5 separate regions of the Mus musculus genome follow, and all the other regions are linked to region 1. A link is a contact called in public ChIA-PET, HiChIP or PLAC-seq, Micro-C and promoter capture Hi-C data. All regions are on one chromosome and are shown on one strand. Each heading gives the region's core, a stretch centred on a gene start, on an enhancer-like site or on the middle of the called end of the contact. The rest is flanking DNA. Distances are from core to core; before and after follow the strand shown. Region 1 holds the start of Bptf (bromodomain PHD finger transcription factor). Region 2 holds the start of Smarcd2 (SWI/SNF related, matrix associated, actin dependent regulator of chromatin, subfamily d, member 2). Region 3 holds the start of Tex2 (testis expressed gene 2). Region 4 holds the start of Ddx42 (DEAD box helicase 42). Region 5 holds the start of Ern1 (endoplasmic reticulum (ER) to nucleus signalling 1).

Region 1 (2,700 bases), core at 59-2,558:
TACTAGGAGCTGGAGGGCAGCCTGGTCTACATAGTGATTTCCAGGCTATCCAGGGCCTTACAGCGAGACCTTGCCCTAATAAAACAAAATAAAACACCCACTATCACCAAGGAATATCAGAAGATCTGCTTATTTGGGCCTGCATTGCTATAGCTGCAGCCTTTGTTTACCCAAGAACTCTTGTGGCTTACTTTCTTTCCTTTGGTGTCTTATGAGGTCCCTGTGGGTAAGTTTACCACTCTCAGAGATCAACCAAAGTGAATACATAATAACTTAGTTGGCAATTAGTAATTTTCACTTCATTTCTATTCACCGAACTATATTGTAATAAGTCAGTTAGTTAGTGGGCTGAATCCTATTAACGATTTTTCTTCAAATTACTTTTTCTGTTCTCACATCTATTAATAATCACTCATATAGGTTCCTTAAACCTTTCTTTTCTTTCCAGAGTCCACCCCGAGGACCCTGTGTTGAGCCACCTCAATTTAGCAACATTTGGTGCATGTGCCTGCGATTTCACTTTAGTGACTAGCACCCTAGGTCAAACCAAGACTGGTAATTTGTCAGGTAGACATTATTTCCAGGTAACACAAACACATAACTTTGTGAAGCCAATTCTAGACAGGACGCCATCCTTCCTATCCTTAAGTTCTGGCTGAGGTGTGGAAGTTCGTAGCTGGGAAGAGAGAAAGGTGCCTGGAGGCCGCTAGGAACCACGCTCTGGAATTTAACCCCGGGCTCTGAGGGTGGGAACTCAGGAAAGTCAGTGAAACCACGCTGGGGGTGTGGCTCCCAGCGTGCATTCCTGGAACAACTTCAGGACCCTCTAGATCCAAGCCTTTGGGAGCTCTCTATTGGGACTGACTTAGCTCCAGCTCCTGTACCTGCGTGGGTGGCTTTGCGTAGTGACTGCCCCCAGTCTGTAAGTCGTGCCTCTACGCGAGACGCCCCTCTCCCCTTTTTTTGCATTAGTTTCCCAAAAGGACCGGCGACTTGGGAGGAAAATTCCCTGTTTTCCGGCCCCGGTTTGGGAGACACGCATTGAGGTCTCCCTAAGACCTCAGCTGAGGGGGAGGTGGTCTCCCAGGAGGAGACCCCAGCCTGGGGGGACACCCCACGCTACCCATCTCGCTCCTGCGCCGCCGCCGTGCAGCCGCGCAGGGGCGCTCCGGGGCCTCCCCGCCCCCGCCGCGCCGCTCCCGCGCTCCCCCTAGCGGCCGCCGCGCCGCCTCGCTCTGTCCCAGGCTCGTCGGGCGGCGCAGCTCACGTGACCGCGCTCCGGGCCTGCGGCCGCTGTCGGTTCCCCCAGTCACCGAGCGAGAGGGAAGAAACAAGATGGCGGCTGCAGGCGATCCGGAGCGGGGCCCCGGCAATTCGGACTGAGCCTTCTCCCTCCACCCCGCCGCTGCCGGGCCGCGCCCCTCCCGCCCGGACCCCGGCGCCCTCCCCTCCCCCTCGGCCCCGGCGCCCCCCGCGCCCCTCCCCCACCCCTTCCGCTCCCCCCCCACCCCCCCGCAAGCCGCGGCTCCGACATGAGGGGCCGGCGGGGCAGGCCGCCCAAGCAGCCCGCGGCTCCTGCTGCGGAGCGCTGCGCCCCGGCCCCGCCGCCGCCGCCGCCGCCGCCACCACCGCCGCCGCCACCGCCGCCGCCGCCGCCGCCCGCCTCCGGACCCATAGGGGGGCTGCGCTCGCGGCACCGCGGCAGCAGTCGGGGCAGGTGGGCCGCCGCCCAGGCTGAGGTGGCGCCCAAGACCCGGTTGAGCTCGCCCAGGGGGGGCGGCCGCAGGAAACAGCCGCCACCGCCACCGCCGGCCTCCGGCAGCAGCGCCAGCGGCCCGGGCCGGGGGGGCCGAGGAGGCGGGGGCGGCAGGACGGGGGGCGGGGGCGGCCACCTGGCCCGGACCACCCCGGCCCGCCGCGCCGTCAACAAAGTGGTGTACGATGACCACGAGAGTGACGACGACGACGAGGAGGAGGACATGGTCTCGGAGGAGGACGAGGAGGAGGAGGAGGATGGCGACGCCGAGGAGACCCAGGATTCCGAGGACGAGGAGGAAGATGACATGGAAGAAGACGACGATGACTCCGATTATCCGGAGGAGATGGAAGACGACGACGACGACGCTAGTTACTGCACGGAAAGCAGCTTCAGGAGCCATAGTACATACAGCAGCACTCCAGGTAACCACCCAGGCCGCCGGGAGACTCCTTCCCCACCTCCTCCCTCCCCCTGGCTTGCTCCCTCTCCAGTGCAGTGCATCCTGCTTCCTAGCTCCCCCCCCCCTTCCCGGCCTGTCCCCCACGCGGAGGCCACGGCGCGTCTAGTGACAAAAAAAAAAAAAAAAAAAGAAAAAAAAGACAAAAACAAAACTAGATTTGCAAGAGGAAAGAGGCGCATTGTTCAAAATGGAGATTGCATTGTTGCAGTTTGCAGGCCACAGACTCGTTCGCTCTTCTCCCCCCTCCCTCTTTATCCCCTTCAAAATTTGTGCCAAGTGCGGTGGCTCCACCAGGCAGGATTGAAACTTTGGCACACAAGTATCCATTGAGTTCGTCTTTCTCCCCTTGTTTTGGTACGAGTATTTTATTTATTTATTTTGCGATGAAAGAAGCCTCCTGCTTTGCAAACCGTTGCATGTCTAATACGTTTTGTTTTAGATTTAAAAGAAAAATTATCTGTTCCTTAAAAGAGAATTTCGA
Region 2 (2,700 bases), core at 157-2,656, 860 kb after region 1:
AGTTAACAAAAGCAGTTTAGTCAAAAGACCAAAGCCTATGTCATCTTTGGCCAGCCTGGTCTACAGACCTAGTTCCAGGACATCCAGGGCTGCACAAAGAAATCCTATCTTGAAAAACCAAAAAAGAAATACAGAATCTTGTACCCTGCCCCCATTTCATTGAACCATAAACCACATTTTAACAAAAAGCTCGGCTTTCTTCTGATATAGGGTCTCCTGTAGAATCAACTGGTGATGCAGCTGAGAACCATCCTGAACTTCTGGCCCACCTGCCTCCTCCTGTGTGCTGGGATTTTGAGGATGCACCACCATGTAGTTGATGCAGTCTGGGGTTCAAGCCCAGGGCTTTGTGCACGCTATAACCTGAGTTACACCCCCAACCTGATTCTGAGGATTTTCAGTGCCTAGTTAAGTAGCACTATTCTATACCGTGGGTAGGAGATACCACATTGACAGAGGGTAGGTCTATAACATAGCCGAAGCCAGTGGTTTCTGAAAAGGTTCTCAACTTTTCTTTTCTTTTTTGGTTTTTCGAGACGGGGTTTCTCTGTGTAGTCCTGACTGTCCTAAAACTCACTTTGTAGACCAGGCTGGCCTTGAACTCAGAAATCCACCTGCCTCCGCCTCCCAAGTGCTGGGATTAAAGGCGTTTGCCACCACGCCCGGCTGATTCTCAACTTTTCAAAACTAAGTCCTATACAAACTGGATAAAACTTATTTCAGTACCTGGAGTTCTCTCAGCATGCAAAATCCCTTCACCTAAAAACATTTTCTGCGAATTACCAGGCTTCCTTAAAGAAAGGCACGGGCAAGTTAGTGCAGTTAAGTACTCGGAGTTGGGCCAAGCCAAGCTTTCACTCAGCTGGGTCACGTCTGGGGCCGCCCATGTCCTTGGAAGCGCGGAGCAACCAATACAGGCTTCTGGGGGTAGATGGGTGGGTGGGTGTGGGGTGCCTTATGCCACCGGCCCCGAGATGGGCTCTTAAAAAGTGGTTGGCGGCTTTCCCGCCGCGGATCGCTTATTTTTAAGGCTTGAAGACGCAGAATTGACGGAACTGTTTTGGATGGGCCATATCGGGGATCTCGCCGAGGCAGCAGCACTACGGAGCAAACAGCAAACACCTAACAGTTCGGACGGCCCTACGCGACCTTCGAACTCTGACCCCACGCCTTTCTCCTCCGCGCTTCCGCGTGCAGCTTCCGCTCCCGCTCCTCCGGGAAAAGGCCGCCTCCCCCAAGGGCGGGGCTCTAAGGCCGTCAGTTATGGGAGGTGCTGGTTTGAGGCGGGTCTCGCGAGGGCGGGATTTAAAGAGGCATTCTCGATTGGGTTGCCGGGCAGGGGCGGGGCCTGCAGGGTCTAGGTTGGGCGGGGCTGGGAGTTCGTAACCGCCTCTGGGTAACTGGACTCCGGCGATCAAACCTCCGGAGGCCGGGAGAGGCCTGCGGGCTCGCGGCACATCCCGGATCTGGAGTATCCCTGGCAGGAGCGGAGTCAGAGGGGCCGCGGGATCCTAAAGCCGGGCTGCAAAGAACTTGCGAACTTGGAGTAGAAGATCCCGGAACCCGGTAGTAAAATCGGGAAGTCCCGGATCGCGGAACGTAGCTCGCGGAGCGGACTCAACACGGAGACCGGAGGCCGGATCGCTGCACCGCGGGACGGGACAGAGTGATGTCCGGCCGTGGCGCGGGCGGGTTCCCGCTGCCTCCGCTGAGCCCCGGCGGCGGCGCCGTTGCCGCGGCCCTTGGTGCGCCGCCTCCGCCTGCGGGACCCGGAATGCTGCCCAGCCCGGCGCTCAGGGGCCCGGGGCCTTCTGGAGGCATGGGGGTACCGGGGGCCGCCGCCTTCCGCCCCATGGGCCCCGCTGGCCCCGCGGCGCAGTACCAGGTGAGGAGGGCAGGCGAGCGGCGCCGCGAGGGCGCTGTGTCGGTCTCCCTGGGGCCTCAGGTGAGGACAGGCGGCCCAGGGGACACTGCAGGAGGAACTGTCGAGGGCTGGTGGCGGGCAGGCCAGAGTCCCTTGGTTAGTGGCTCGGGGTTGGAGGCAGTGTTGGGGAAAGGGTGAAAGCCCTCTGCGGTGGAGGGCTTGAGCAGTTAGAGGAGTCCCGGGGCTTCTTGGCTCCGAGTAACTTAGAGATGGAGGCTTCGTGAGATCTAGAGAATTGTGGGCAATCAGGTTGAAAGTGTAAGACAGGTCCCGGAGTGGAGGTGAGGGAGTGACCCGGGATGTGGTGAGGAAAATTTGGAAGAGGGTCGTTAGTGAGAAAACAGGGTTACTCTTTCTTTGGCCTCGGTCCCACTGCATCTCTGCCTTGGCTTTCTTTCTTTCTTTTTTTTTTTTTTTTTCTTCCTAGTTGGGAACTGGCAGAGCGTTAGTATGTCTGAGATGGCTCCCAGCTGCTCAAGTTGAGGAGGAAGGAAGCCAGGCTTCCTACGAAATGGGAGACTAAAGAGATTGGGCCCAGATAACTCCAGGATAGATTAGAAATAGCTGTGTCCAGGTCTGAAGAAGGCCCGATCCCATTAACAGACCATTCAAGATATCCTCTGTACGGGGCTTTCCTTCTTGATGCCAGTGTCCAGTAAAGTTTGGAGGAGCAGGGAGGCTTTGTGGAGTCCTGCTGGTCTTGGGCTGCACAGGGTACTGCCCTGACCCTTCTGTCTTGGCAGAGAGCTGTCTCAGGTTGCAGCATCAAAGGCCAT
Region 3 (2,700 bases), core at 47-2,546, 520 kb after region 1:
CCTAGCCGGGCGTGGTGGCGCACGCCTTTAATCCCAGCACTTGGGAGGCAGAGGCAGGCGGATTTCTGAGTTTGAGGCCAGCCTGGTCTACAGAGTGCGTTCCAGGACAGCCAGGGCTACACAGAGAAACCCTGTCTTGAAAAACCAAAAAAAAAAAAAAAAAGCATGCCCCCCCAGAGCGCCCCCTACTGGAATCTCCTGGGGAAAGAATGTTGAAAAATAAACGGCCCAGACCCAGTCATTGCAAAGTTGAGACATGCTAGAGTCCTCTGGGATGGGCTGATGCTGAAGTTTGGGACCCACTCATTTAGAAGGCAAAGTTGATAAGCAAAGACACTCTCACAACCTGCCCCTGTGCTATGAGGGACCTGCGGGACCTGCCTACCCTCTGCCCCCTCCACCCCTCCCTTTACCCTGTAAGGAACTGATGGGTGTAAAAATAGCCTCCACCATTCCAAGCACATTTTAAGCGAGAACTCATTTTTAAAAGTCACCTTCCTTTATCTGGGCCCTAGACACGATCCCTCTAAGGTAAACTTATGTTATCCAGGTGTAGTGGTGTATGCCTATAGTCATAGCGGTAGAGGCAGAGGCAGGAGGCTAAGAGTTCAAGGCTATCTTCAGCTACATATCAATTCTGAAAACAGCCTAGTCTACAGGAGACCCTGTATTAAAAAAAAACCCAAGATCATAATATATGATATATTTACGTCACACGAATTCTAGGCGCTAATTCTACTAATCAGTTTGCGATTGGTTGTTACGGTCAGGTGTGGAGGAGGAGCTCAGACATCCAGTTTCTGGAACTAGCAGGGATTGATAAAGTCCGACGTCCTCCTAAGACCTCTGTTCCTAAGAATCTGCCTAGCCAGACAGTTTCCCTCACGGCTTGGAGGCACTTGTTGCTAAATTGCAGGAAGAGGAAATTAAGAAATGCAAAGAGCTGGGGAAAGCGCCTCAGTTTCAATTGGGAGAGTGCAACGCTCGCTCCTCCCACTGGGATTCTGCCAGGTAACCCGCAGTTTTTCGCGGCCTCCCCTTCTTTCCAGTCCGCAGCGCCGCAGCCCCTTTAACAGCCCTGACCGATCGCTGGCCGATCCTCCAGGCCCGTCGCGGGCGCGCGGCACTGGCTGGATTGGTCATGTCTGGTGCGCGGCTGGCCCCGCCCCCTCCGCCCTGTGGTTGGGCGGTGGGGGCCGCGGCCGCGGGGCGGGTCCGCCGGCGGGGCGGGACGGCCGGTGCCCGGGGGCGGGCGGGCAGCAGCACGGCGGCCCCAGCCAGAGCCGGAGCTGGAGCTGGAGCAGGAGCCGCGGCGGCCGCCAAGTACGGGCGCCGGTGTAGTAGGATGAGGCAGCCAGCGGATCCGGGGTGAGCGCGCTCCGGGCCAGGTGGGGCGACGGGCGGAGCAGGCCCTGACTGGGTGGCCCGGCTACGGGACACCGGCAGCTCCCGCAGCCGTTGGCGCAGCGGGGCTCGGTCCCTTCCACACTACCAGGGCTCGGGACGCCGGCATGGGTGGCCCCGGGAGAGACCTTCCCTGCTTGGGGGCCGGGCAGGGCGGAGTCGCCCCGGGGCGGGAGGTGCAAGCCGTCAGGTCCCAGCCTAGCGTCCGCGGCTCGGTGTGGGTCCGGGAAAGCAGCATTCACACGCTCGTTGAAGGAAAACACTTGTCACCTCTGTGCGTGGGGCCCTTGCCGTCCTCCGCCCCCTGGGCCACCGTGGGAGAAGCTTGGGAATGGAGGAGCGCGGTTACTTTTGCGCGAATCTGTCAGTGGCTGTCGGCGCCTCGCTTGTTTTTCTCCCAACTCCTGGCGGACACCGGGGACCGAGGGGTGGCTTGTGTGCTTTCAAAGGGAGGTGGCGGCGTACCAAAAACCGGGGAGATCGGAAGGTTAACAAGTGACATTGGGCTGAGGCCTAACGCTAGCTGCCCCGCTGGGAGCATGGAGATGACGGTGGTGGAGACCGGGGGACCGATGCAGGGACAGGAGCTGCCGGCTCCATTGCACCACATGCCACTCCGGAGTGCCGACTCTACGCGCGGGAGTTGGTGCAAGGGAGTTTTTCCCCCACTGAAAAACGATTTTTGGAAAACTTAGCCCCTCAGTGGGTTGATGGTTACCTAAACCATCAGTTGTTATGGTTACACGGCATCAAATTTAAGGGCAAAGTCTGTTAAACACCCTCGCTCTTTTTTTTCCCCTTAGAGCTAAGGAGTACTTACTTTGTCATTAGATTTCATAGATGAGGAGGACATATTTTTTTAGAGTTAAAGGAAAAGTGTGACAACCTGAAGACACAGGTTGTGTCCTGTTCCGGTGTGAGGTCCAAATGTCTTGACACCATTGCTCAATTGAGAGGAATTGTCTTTTCAGGAGCTAGATTAAATCCAAAGAGAAAGTGAATTGTATGTGGAAAATAACAAGGGAAACTGAGGGACAAGTGATCTCTGGCGCTTGGGGAAGGGAGTTTGAAGGGTCTGGATTTATTGGCCGGTGAGAAACGTTTCTGTTAGCTTTTCCCAACCCTTAAATGGTTTCAGTATCTTTTCAGAGTCTTCCAAACAGATAAATGTCTTCAGGCTACGAGAATGAAGCCAGAGTGTGGCTGATCTTTGCTCCTTGGGCTCCCAGGGAGGGGACATGAAGGCTTGGAGAGGGATAGAGGAGGGCTCTGGGGGACTGCACATCCTTGTACGTG
Region 4 (2,700 bases), core at 59-2,558, 920 kb after region 1:
AGGCAAGGCAATAACAATTTTATTTTTAAATGAATCACTGCAATTCTCCTTCTAGGTAAAGTAAAATAACATTTTCGCCCTGGAAGAATAAATTTTTATATCAGACTTACTGTTCACTTCCCACCTGTCAGAACAGGATTGGACTCTACAAAGTTTAAACGAATTAAGACATAACCTACCACCCACGACGGGTGGTGATGCACGCCTTTAATCCCAGCACTTGGGAGGCAGAGGCAGGTGGATCTCTGAGTTCGAGGCCAGCCTGGTCTATAGAGTGAATTCCAGGACAGCCAGGGCTACAGAGAAACCCTGTCTCGAAGGAAGAAAAAAAAGAAAAAGAAAAAGACATAATATCTACTCTACTTAATAATTGTTCAGCTTAATAGCTGTTCAGGTATGTGTAGGAGACAATACAGAAATAACACTTGCAAATAGTAACAACAACAACAACACAGTAGGAAAGCCACAAAACCACAGCCTAAAGGGGTAGGGGTGAAAAGGGAAAAAGCTAAGATGACAGAAAAGTTTATATATGCTTCCAAACTTGACTAGTATAATTTTTTCCTTACGATTCTGATACAGGTTTTCAACCCATATATATTATTCAAATCAGGTAGGCTCAAGTAGGCCGCAAAAAGTTTGTAACTATGGTGATGATGTTAATCATGATCTACTCAAGGTTTCACAAAGATCAATGACTATCACAGCCTTCTAATCTGTCAACCTCCGCTACCGAGACCCTCCCCGCCTCCATTTGTGGGTCCGCAATCCCCAACAGCTACCTACAAGGATCAATACTCCTCCACTGGCTCTCACAGCTTCGGAGCCCAGCACCCTGAAAAATCCCTTCCTGGAGCCCATCAAGCACCGCCTCCGGAAAGCCGCCAAGTGGGCCTCGTTAAGACGTGCAAGGAGCAGAGCCGTGGGAAGGCAACGTAGCTCCAGAGGGCCACCTCGGGGCTCCAGATCGCGTACCCATCCCTGCCCGGACCCCCGCAGCCACCCGGGTCCCCAGGCTCTGCCGATTCTTTGTTAAACGAGGCCGAGGTTCCTCCGCCCTCGCCAGGCCCCAGTTACCTCTCGTGTCCCCCGGGCTAGCGGCACTGCGTCTGGCGAGCCCTTCACCCAAACCCGCTGCCGCGGCTGCAGACGCAGTTGCTACTCCAGTCGGCGCGAAAGAACCCCCGCGGCCCTGCGTACGCGCGGTGCGGGACCGCGTCCAGCCGCGCTCTTCCTCCGCCCCCTTCGCCGCCGCCTCACGGCCCGTTGCTGACTGGGGGTAGGGTGGGGGGAGCGTCTGACATGCGCGCTAAGTAGAGCGCGAGCCGAAGGGTGGGGCTGGGGCTACGGCTGCCGAAAGGCGCCAATTAATGCCGCTCTTCCGATTCCGGAACGCAACATAACTACGTCACACACCCCGGACGGGAATCTGGTCCTGGGTGAGGATTGTGTCTGGGTCGTGTAGTGAGGGAGTCTGCAATGAAGAGAGCCGCGGCGATGGGGAACCGCCCGAAAAACTCAAGGTAATAAGGTGTTGATTGGAAACTTCATTTACATAAGAATGTCCACCTTCCCTTAGCTCTTGTCCCTTGCCAAAAACCAAAGCAACACAAAAAACCCACGACTCGGGCAACATTTCCCTTCATGCCTCTGTCCACATGGCCCCATAGACTATGGCCACCTTTAGCTTCCGGAGCATCCGATCAAAGTGACGTCTACCCGACGGACGGAACCCTACGGGAGAAACGCAGCCTCCGCTAGTTAGAGCACTTGTAGCCCAGGGGACGCTGGGGGTTACGTAATTTTCCCAGCAGCCCTAGCTCGCCTTGCGCGGATGTCCTGAAGGCCGCGCCCCGCCCCCACCCCGCGCGCAGGCGCAAACTAGCTGTACGCATTCTACGTAACGGACGGCTGAAGCTACGTGAAGAGTAGGGTGCCGTGACTGAGCTACCTGTTCTGGGCTGTTCAGTGACATCGCGGCCCGCAGATTATCTTTGCGACCTGAAGACAGAAACCAGACAAAGGCAGGCTGGTTGGAGGTAGTGGCCTCAGGAGCCCCGGGCCCGGTTGCAGCCTCGGGTGCAGGTAGGTAGCGGGGCCATGACATTCCAGTCGGTGTGACCGTGCCAGGCCGAGCGGTGACTAAGTTGCATGGCCGCAGAGCCAGGTACTGTTTCCCTCCTAACCAACCCTTTAAGTCCGGCCGGTGGTGACATGCATCAATACCCTCAACTTATCTTTCCAGAATTAAAAGAAAAAAAAAAAGACTAAACCTCTGTCCATCCTTTTCTGCTCCATTTTATGTTGGGCTTTAGGAAGATTTGGGGGAAGGTTTCGAGTAGATCCCAACCAACAGGACAAAATCTGAGAAAATATCTGGTGTGTAGCCAGAAGAATAAAAGAGCATCGAACTAGGCTTCTCCGTGGTGGACCTAGGACTAGACACTAGAAGTTTCACGGAAGCAACCGCTTCTAGAGTCGACCTTACCCGAAGGTTTCTAACATGCAAGTTATTTGTAACCAACACTTTACTTTGTAAGGTGACAGTAATGTCTACATCATTTCTAGAAATTTCATCATTTTGACTGATGCCACAGAGGCCTGGGAGGACAAGCAATGATTGCTACATATACTCCTTTTTACTGAGAGAGCTTGCGGAAGATAATCAAGATGGGTGTGTTAATGTTGTGCCTGGCTTGG
Region 5 (2,700 bases), core at 79-2,578, 640 kb after region 1:
TACTGACTGGGCCCTTAGCCCAACACACCCCTAATCCCTACCTATCATATACTACCTCTTTGCGGTTTTTTCCCCCCCTAGGATAACCTTTTCTCTTCAAAAACCTGAAAATTCCAACGGGCTGTCAAAGGAGCAAGCCAGGGGAAACAGAGAATTTGCTCCGGTTCTCCCGTGGCCCCACATAATCTGGGTTGGCTTCAAACTCACTAGGTAGCCAAGGATTACTTAGAACTTCGGATCCTGTCTCCACCCCCAGGGTGCTGGGATTTCAGGTGTGAGGCAACACATCCAATATTGGGAGGGCTGGAGATGTAGCCCAGTACCTCTCTCGCAGACTATGCAAGTGCTGTACCAACAGAACTACACTCCCAGCAACTCCCTTTTTCTACTAGAATAATAAGCTACTTTTTCCTTGAGCACTGAATGTTTTGTCTTTCCTATTATAAACAAGTTCTCCCTCTTCCAACTCAGAGGAGGGCAGCTTGGGACCCAGTGACCAAACAACTTATTGGGCTCATTAGTTCTGATTAATAATCCACACCCTTAAATAGACCTTGGAGTCCTCAGCCCACCTCCAAAGAGTTGTGACACATGTCCTCTCAAGCTTCACCAGGCCACATCTACAAAGGTCACATAAACACATGTGACACGAGAGGCCCGCATGATTTCCTTATAATTTTTGGTGAATGAGTTGGCTGTTGTTCATCCCGAGAGGAACGGATGGCTGCTGGACATGACTTTCGGGGAATTCCTGAGGGGCAAGGCTAGGGAAGAAAGGGGCCTTCGGGCTGGATGAGGCACAGCTGGAGGACCCTCGTCAGTGAACTCTAAGGCTGCGTCTCAGGGTCGAATTTCCGCCAGCTGCTGAAACCCTTGCTCTGCTCTAGAGGTCGCTTAGACAACCCTTGTAAGTGGTGGCCGGCAGCAGGGAGACGGAGGGTTGTGGGCAAGCCTGGCGCCTCGGGTTCTTCATCGGGCGAGTGGGACTTCCTGTGGGGCAACATGTCATTTTCCCTTGGCTTGCGAACAAGCTTCTTCATTCAGAAGCACAGCGTCCACAAATACCCAAAGCCAAGAGTTGGTCTTCGGCTTCTAGCGCCCAGGATAGGAGGCAGCTAGAAGCTAGCACCGCGTTGGCCTCTAACCCCACCCTCCCACTCTTACCACGCCCACAAAACAACATAGGCTCCTCCCCATCCAGGCAGTGACTCCGCCTCTCACAGCCCCCGCCCCCGGGACCGCCCTAAAGCCCGCCCCGACCGGAAGAAGCCGGGACACAAGGCACTTATAGGGCTGGGAATGGGGGTGTCGCCGCCGCCCAGTCAGCTCCGTGTCCACCGATCCTCCGCCGGTGCCGCGCTGTCGTTGCGGCGCCCCCGTCCAGCCCTCTGTTCGCGCGGGCTCCAGAACCGGCCGGCGGGGCCCGGAGTCAGGGCCACGTCCTGCCATGCCGGCCCGGTGGCTGTTGCTCCTGCTGGCGCTGCTGCTACCGCCGCCCGGCCCCGGGGTGAGTAACCAGGGGAGTGCGGTGCGGGGACGGGCCGGCTCGCGGCCAGAGGAGAGTCGCGCGGTGGCGGGGGCTGGCGTCCGAGCCGGGCCGCAGCGGCGGGAGGCCCGGCGCCTGGGCTGAGGCAGCTGCGGGAGGCTTGGCGGTGGGAGCTGCGTCGGCCGGCCACACACTGGCGTCCGCCTCCGGAGGCGCCTCCGGGGCCAGCGCGGCCGAGGCAGACCGCGAGCGGCTCCACGGCCCGGGACGCGCGCGACTCGGAGCTGTCTCCCAAAGGCCGGGCCCTGGGCGCGCTGCCCACCTGCCCCGCGGTCTCCACAGGTGGGCGCCCGCACTGCCGCCGTGGCCGCGGATGGACACCCGAAGCCGGGGGAAGCGGGTGGTGGACTGGAGTTTTGAGTCTTTACTCGAAAGTTTTTTGTTTTGTTTTGTTTTTAAATGAGACTTTGGAAAGCGTTTGAAGCCGGGAATGGGCACGGCGTTTTTAGCCAGCCGCCGCTGGTTTCTGCCTACCTGACCCGAAGGTTTCTTTGTATTCGGAGGCAGGGGGCTTCCTACTAGTAATTTTGCTAGACAGTGAAGGTGTCATTAAACAAGTTAAGCTGTGGGCATTGGATCCTTTTAAAGACCCGGTGTGTGGGCCAGAGTTGTACTGCAAAACTTAAAGCTGTCTCACGTGCGGGGCCGTCAGAAACGTCTTCGCTTTTTTTTTTTTTTTTTTTGAGAAGAATATCGGTTTATATTTATTTAACTCTTTATCCACTCAGGATTTGAACACTTTGGCTAAAGAGGACATTTTGTAGGCGGACATGGCTATTTTCATCTTCTGGTTGGAAGAACTGGGGGCTTTAAAATTTTTTTAAAATGCACTTTTCAGGATGTGGGCATGGTACACTTGTGCTGGTTCTATTTAATGACCTCTTTGAAGGTACCGTGTTCCCTTTAATATGGCATATCATGTACCAGGTGTCCTGGTGGAAGACTGACATGTGTGGAGACCCGCGGGCCAGCCGCGGCCAACTCTTTGAACTCTTATGCCTTGTAGGTAAATAATTGTCTGTGCTCTCAGAATAACAAATTAGAATTTAGAGACTACTGAAGTATTAAAGAAGGTCTACTTTTTCAAATTCAAGTTGGTTTGTTTTTTTCCAAACGGAAATTTATATGCGTTTTCTTCATGGTAGACCCTAGGT

The links. Promoter capture Hi-C pulls out the DNA fragments that hold promoters and counts their contacts. A called contact is a pair of places that touch in the nucleus more often than the background predicts. ChIA-PET counts read pairs in DNA pulled down with a chosen protein or histone mark. HiChIP or PLAC-seq counts read pairs in DNA pulled down with a chosen protein or histone mark.
Region 2: a contact with region 1 is called in an RNA polymerase II ChIA-PET map of memory CD8 T cells, with 8 read pairs. The contact joins the promoter of Smarcd2 here to the promoter of Bptf in region 1. A contact is called at or near these places in 1 of 115 datasets of contacts at active chromatin or transcription factors (memory CD8 T cells) and 1 of 9 other capture datasets (liver).
Region 3: a Micro-C map of embryonic stem cells shows a contact between it and region 1, with 2.0 times the contacts expected there. The contact joins the promoter of Tex2 here to the promoter of Bptf in region 1. A contact is called at or near these places in 1 of 484 Hi-C or Micro-C datasets (embryonic stem cells) and 2 of 115 datasets of contacts at active chromatin or transcription factors (memory CD8 T cells and pancreatic cancer cells).
Region 4: a promoter capture Hi-C map of neural stem cells shows a contact between it and region 1. The contact joins the promoter of Ddx42 here to the promoter of Bptf in region 1. A contact is called at or near these places in 1 of 39 promoter capture datasets (neural stem cells), 2 of 115 datasets of contacts at active chromatin or transcription factors (memory CD8 T cells and thymic regulatory T cells) and 1 of 9 other capture datasets (liver).
Region 5: a FOXA1 HiChIP or PLAC-seq map of pancreatic cancer cells shows a contact between it and region 1. The contact joins the promoter of Ern1 here to the promoter of Bptf in region 1. A contact is called at or near these places in 2 of 115 datasets of contacts at active chromatin or transcription factors (memory CD8 T cells and pancreatic cancer cells).

Annotation. Positions count from the first base shown.
Region 1 is chr11:107,130,755-107,133,454 of GRCm38.p6, reverse strand. Bptf (bromodomain PHD finger transcription factor) reads left to right here and starts at 1,308. Exons shown (of 28, transcript NM_176850.3): 1 at 1,308-2,181. The coding sequence starts at 1,533.
Region 2 is chr11:106,271,678-106,274,377 of GRCm38.p6, reverse strand. Smarcd2 (SWI/SNF related, matrix associated, actin dependent regulator of chromatin, subfamily d, member 2) reads left to right here and starts at 1,406. Exons shown (of 13, transcript NM_001130187.1): 1 at 1,406-1,885. The coding sequence starts at 1,670. It also overlaps a transcript of Tcam1 not described here.
Region 3 is chr11:106,611,526-106,614,225 of GRCm38.p6, reverse strand. It overlaps Tex2 (testis expressed gene 2), which reads left to right and starts at 1,296. Exons shown (of 12, transcript NM_198292.3): 1 at 1,296-1,368.
Region 4 is chr11:106,215,534-106,218,233 of GRCm38.p6, reverse strand. It overlaps Ddx42 (DEAD box helicase 42), which reads right to left and starts at 1,308. Exons shown (of 18, transcript NM_028074.4): 1 at 1,078-1,308. Ccdc47 (coiled-coil domain containing 47) reads left to right here and starts at 1,867. Exons shown (of 13, transcript NM_026009.2): 1 at 1,867-2,085.
Region 5 is chr11:106,486,424-106,489,123 of GRCm38.p6, reverse strand. It overlaps Ern1 (endoplasmic reticulum (ER) to nucleus signalling 1), which reads left to right and starts at 1,328. Exons shown (of 22, transcript NM_023913.2): 1 at 1,328-1,507. The coding sequence starts at 1,448.